2 separate regions of the Gossypium hirsutum genome follow, and region 1 is linked to region 2. A link is a contact called in public Hi-C data. All regions are on one chromosome and are shown on one strand. Each heading gives the region's core, a stretch centred on a gene start, on an enhancer-like site or on the middle of the called end of the contact. The rest is flanking DNA. Distances are from core to core; before and after follow the strand shown. Region 1 holds the start of LOC121219200. Region 2 holds the start of LOC107954569 (Golgi SNAP receptor complex member 1-2).

The links. A called contact is a pair of places that touch in the nucleus more often than the background predicts.
Region 1: a contact with region 2 is called in a Hi-C map of leaf, with 2.3 times the contacts expected there. The contact joins the promoter of LOC121219200 here to the promoter of LOC107954569 in region 2. A contact is called at or near these places in 3 of 34 Hi-C or Micro-C datasets (callus and leaf).

What each region holds. Positions count from the first base shown.
Region 1 is chrD07:26,179,411-26,182,462 of Gossypium_hirsutum_v2.1, forward strand. It overlaps LOC121219200, which reads right to left and starts at 1,440. Exons shown (of 2, transcript XM_041096902.1): 1 at 1-1,440. The coding sequence starts at 1,350. The coding sequence ends at 436.
Region 2 is chrD07:26,027,505-26,030,449 of Gossypium_hirsutum_v2.1, forward strand. LOC107954569 (Golgi SNAP receptor complex member 1-2) reads left to right here and starts at 1,306. Exons shown (of 6, transcript XM_016890167.2): 1 at 1,306-1,723; 2 at 2,011-2,198. The coding sequence starts at 1,591.

The sequences.
Region 1 (3,052 bases), core at 190-2,689, 150 kb after region 2:
AATAACATACCTCCGCAGATTTGTGAGGAAGAATTCCCAAGACTCCATGTTCTCTTTATCTACGATAGCAAATGCTATCGGGAGCACGTTTCTGTTACTGTCTTGAGCAACTGCAAGAAGCAGTATCTGTGTATATTTTCCATACAGCCAGGTCTCATCCACCTGCACAAGTGGCTTGCAGTGGGGAAATGCCCGCACACATGGATCGAACGTCCAGAACATCCGATGGAAAATTCTTTTTGCCTGCTGTAACTGGTCATCCGGGCCGTAATATGGACTTGTCTGCAACTCAATCATAGTCCCCGATACGTACTTCCGCATAGCAGCTATCCAACCTTGAAGCTCGTTATACGACGAATCGTAATCCCCATACAATTGCTCCATCGCCATCTGTTTAGCTATCCATGCCTTCCGATATGAGACTCGATACTGGAATCATGCTTGCACTTCCGCAATGAGTACCGAAACTTTAATGGTCGGCATGTCCTTCACCATTGGCATGATACACATACAAATAGTTTTCGAATCAAGTTTTCTATGATCTTCTGTCATACGTGTTGATGTGCATGTATGAGGACTAACAAATTTTCGTATCTCCCACATCTGTGAACTTCTAATGAATGCAGCTCGTACCCGCCAATTGCAGCCTTCCGCTGCCTTCCAACACTCCCCAACATATATTGTCGGAGTAGACACGGAGACTTTATAATCCACCGATATCTTCATGTTGTACCGTTTAATGGCATATACGCACTCTTCTTTACAGCTGAATCTTTGGCCTATGAATAACTCATCATCACCAGATGTTACGGCCAGCCCGTGAGAATGAACTATTTTAGGGTACTCTAGAAACTCAGCTACATACGCTGCGTCGAGGTCTATGAGCGACATGTGTGGCCCAGGATTATTGTGTATCACAATACGCCGCATCTGCTCCCCGACCGAAGAAGCGTTAATGCCTTCATCGTTGTTGACATCTTCATTGTCAATATCATCAGGTACATCGTCCACATCGGGATCAACGTCACTATTGACCTCTTCATCCCAATGATCGCCACCACCTTCTTCTTCGCCGGCACCTTCTTCTTCACCACCAACCATGTCAACATCGGGTGTAATATTCAGGTCGATACCCATCCTACCCATAGTTGATTCACTATCAACGTATGATATTGGAGCCACCATCCGCGGTTCTTCAGCCCCGTATTCTTCATCAGATGCATTAACATCTTCATTTTGCTCCATACCGACTAACTCAGCAAATAAGTGAATTGGTGCATTCTTCTCACTCTCATTCCCATAGTAGAGATCGACCATTGTCTCTACGTCTTCGTCGTCTACAAGTTCCATTTCGACGAATTTGACTGGATTTGTCGAAACTGGAAACTTGTAGAAAATTTTTGATACCCTTCTCCCACAACGTCTATGAATTTTTGCATTAATCATTGCCTTCATTTCATCGAATGATACATTTCTATTAAATCTCATTGCTATTTGTTGCCGACATTCAAATACACATCCAACACTTATTGTTAAGATGACTCCATCGAAATAAACGCATACAAGAAACTTAGCATCTATCTTCAATATTTAATCTATCAAAAAAATAAAATCTCATAAAAATTCTCGAACGGTAACTAAATTACTTAAAAAAATTTAATGTTTAACCACTAATCCTTATAACTAACACACTAATAATATTAATAATTTTATACGAAAAATAATACACACTAAAATTTTTAATTTGGTAAGTAAAAATAATAAGTAACCATAATAATAATACTAGTTTTTTGCTAACAATAATATTACTAAGTTACATCTTAATACATTAATAACATCTTAATACTAATAACAACAACAACAACAACAATAATAATACTAACTAATACTATTATTTTGAGTTTTATTAATCTTAATAACTAAACTAAAATAAAAAATATTACAAAATATACAAAATAATAACAACAATATAATCAAAATTTTTTAAAAATATACCTTCTTTTTCTATTCTTTTTCTCTCCTTTTCTCTTCTTTTCTGTAACAACTCTTTTTTTTTCTCCCTTCAGCTGGACAGATCTCGGATTTATAATACGAATAGTGCCGCCAATCAATATGGCACCATTGGTGCCGCCAATGCCATTGGCGTGACTAAGGTACCGTCACATCGGTTAGATTTTTTTTTTGCAGATTTTTTTTAATATATTTTGGTAAATAAAAAAATTTATATATTTTTTAGTAAATAAAAAAATTATAATATTTTGGTAAATTTTTATTTTTTTATAATATTTTTGTAAAAAACCCAAAAGAAATCATAAATGGAAATCTTCTCAGGAAAGAATCTGTTTCTCATCATAACGGTCAAATAGATCTAAGTAAAAAAAAATAGTAATAAAGGTAAGTTAAAAGAGGTAAGCTCTATTATTGATCTTGGCCCGATTATTAAAGAGACAGTTGGGCCAAATGTGGGGTCCAGATTGACTCTCAACGGCATAAATGAAAACTGACCGGTTATTAAGGAGCCGTTCAACTGCTTGGGCCTTGGGGATAATTCTGATAGTCAGGCCTGGGGTTTGCTGGATTAGCTTGGTCCGGTTTCAGTGGCCCAGCATAACCCTGTTGCTGTTGGTAGTTGCAGTCGACCCCTTGCAGCGGCCAGATTGTAAAGCGACACTAGCGCCAAGATGGGTCTTCATCTCGATGGCGAGGCTTCAACAGTTCAGGCAGTTTCGAGGATTGATGGGTGTGACAGAAATGAAGTGGTTGTGGAAGTGGGAAGTCTTGAAAACCCTTTTAACAAAAACGGTGCTCCTTCTTCGAACAACACCTTGGGTCTGTCTCCGATGGGTTTCTCCGGTTCGGGGAAGGGACTTAAAAACAAAGGCAGAGGAATTACTAAAAAACATAACAAAATTTTTCATGGTAACAACACTCGTTTAAAAACTCTGGATCTCAACGAGCATCATTGAAGGAATCAATGGAACAATTTGCAGAGAGCATTTCAGCTTCTTCCAAAGCCAATTTTGATTCTGAAATGCTCAATAAATCTGTTGAG
Region 2 (2,945 bases), core at 56-2,555:
ATTAAAATTAATAAGAACTTCATATTTTTCTTCTCCACTAGGAAAGTCCAAATAGCTATGGAAATGTTTGTTTCTTTTCCTAATATTATTCCATTACTATTGCTCTTTCTTGTATTCAATGTTCTTCCAAAGACGTGTAACTTACCATGCACTAACATTTTCTCATCTCATAATACTGTTAAACCTAACCTAAAACTTGAGCTTGTATGCACTGCAATTGCAGCCAAGCAAACCCATGAATTATGGAACATATTAGCGTACCAGATCAACTAAATGCACTTCTCTCCTGGATTCTGATTTAGTAAAATGGCAACTACTCGTTAAAATATTGAGCACAATGTCAAGATCAACATTCTGAAGCTTCCCTTCCACCCCCTCTAGATTCAAGAAGATTAATGTCAAGTACCCTACCCTATGTGGTTTCTCAAGCCACACAAGAACAAACTGCTCATCACATTATATGCACAAAAAGGACAGTTCACATATGCCTTCAGAGAAGATTTGATAACTACTACCCTTGGTTCTAATGCTGGTCTACCTGAAGAATGGCTACCAACATGAACATGCCATTCCATAATATTAAATTAAAAGGACTCATACCAACATGAAACACAAATCAGCATGCAAAAAAATTCAGGCAAAAAAATTCTGGTCTACTCTCTGCTGATTAAATAGAGTTTTATTCAGGCAAAAATATTCTTGAATTCAACTGAAATTATATCAGCATGTAAGCAAATATTTTTATGACCAAAATCAGCAGCAGCACAATGAAAGCAGCCACAATCCAAGGCAAAGACAGGCAAAGAAATGAAAAGTTCAAGATTCATACCTCAAGATTCAAAAACCAAACGCCGAGACCGAGAGAAAAAATGAAGCAGTGGATTTCAAAAACCACAACAAATGAAAGGGAAAAAATGAAAAAAGAGACCGAGAGAGAGAATCGGTAAAGAAATGGGAGGAGAAATGATGAGGACAGAAAAAGGAGAGGGTGGAGGTCGATTTCGGGTAGGGAGGGAGGGTAAAACAGAGACTTGGGAAGGGAAGCCGGACGTAATAGGGTAATCGTCGATTTGGGAAGGGAATAGAAAAGTAGAGAATTTGGGAATTAGGTCGGTATTGTAATAGGCGCGTAATACCGATTACAGCGAACCAAACGCCGAAATAGGTCGGTAATGTAATAGGCGCGTAATCGGGGCGTAATGGATTACCTATTACACTGAACCAAACACTAGATATAGATGAGTAATTGGGCCTTCACGAGAGTTTATTTTGGTAGAATGGAACCATAGTTTGATTCTCTGTTGGGCCCATGCTTAGGTTCAATGGTCCAGATGCAAAATAATAAACCACGAATAACCATAGAAGAGCATCCTCTCTTCTCTCCCTCAAACTCTGAGAAACAGAAAATCGAAATAGAAGATCATCGAAAATAAAGAAAGCAAGTAAGCTTCCAACACTCGGCAGCATTTTTGAATTCTGTAATTGGATGAGGGTTACTAACCTGAAATAACTCAACCAATCTCCATCGTTGGACGCACATAAGAAACGAAACTAGAGCCAGGGATCCGAATTTCAAACACCAAGATCTAAATGACGGATCCGAATCTGGATCTGCAAGAATCGGGTTGGGAGGAACTCAGGAGAGAGGCTCGAAAGATCGAGGGTGATCTCGATGTCAAACTCTCTTCTTATGCTAAGCTCGGTGCTAGGTTCACCCAAGGAGGTTTGCTCTTTTACTGCTTCCTTTTTCATTTTATTATCTCTAGATTTTTGTACCAAATGCTTCTTTTTTTGTGCTATATAGTTGCATTTTGATTTTCTTTTGGTAGATTACAGTAATTATGAATAAATCTGTTAAAAAAACTGAACAAACTCCAATGGCTGAATAGATTGGATCTTTAATACCAAAGAGCATATATTTATTCCTTGTATTTAAATAGCCTTTGAAATCTGGTTAGATTCTTTTTTCCCCTTTGTGATGATATATGTATTCACATTGAGCTTATCTAGATACTGGGTCGCCAACCGTTGGGTCAAGTAGATCATGGAAGTCTATGGAAATGGAAATTCAGTCATTGCTCGAGAAACTGCTGGACATAAATGATGCCATGAGCAGATGTGCTGCGTCTGCTGCTTCAACTACTTCAGTAACCCAGAAGCTTGCAAGGCATAGAGACATACTACATGAGTTTACTCAGGTTTGTTTGTTGTCTACTCTGTAATTTTTATCTAGACTTGTTATTAGAACTCAGGTTTCCATGTATAATTACCAGGTGCTATAAGCTTCAATGAAATATGAACATTTCCTGATATTTTGCCCTACATCACTGCTAGATATTAAATTATGTGTAGTGTATAGTCTTGCAACTTCTAATTATTGCTGTTGTTTTTGTATTCTTTTTACCACTGCAATTGGAAAAACTCTCTTCCAACCTCTAAGTCATTGTTACCATTATGTTTGTGAGCCATGGTTCAAACTGATAATATACCAAATCATGACACCATCAAGGCATGCTTATAAACATGTTTGATTGGTTGTTTTGGCAATTCTTACTAGGATATCTGTACCTCTATTTGAAATAAAATATAATTCAGTTATTCTATTTCTTAATTGTAATTAGTTCATGGCTCATGATTGTTACATGCCTGACAATCAGTTCAGTGGGATAAGAAATACAGTATAAGCAGCAATTAATCTGTACCTCTGTAAATTTGTTTATGGCAACATGAGTATAATTATACTATTGTTTTATTGTTGCTTTTCATTTTTGCTATATGCTATATGAGTCAAGTTCTCAAAAGATTTTTGGTCCATGGTTTTTTTTGTTGATAATTGATGGCCTCGTACCAGCAACTTCATATACTTCCCTAGCAGTTTTAGAATTTGAACTCTTGACATTATATCTTTTGTTGTGTATTTGCTCTGTTCTCTACTTGTGTACTTG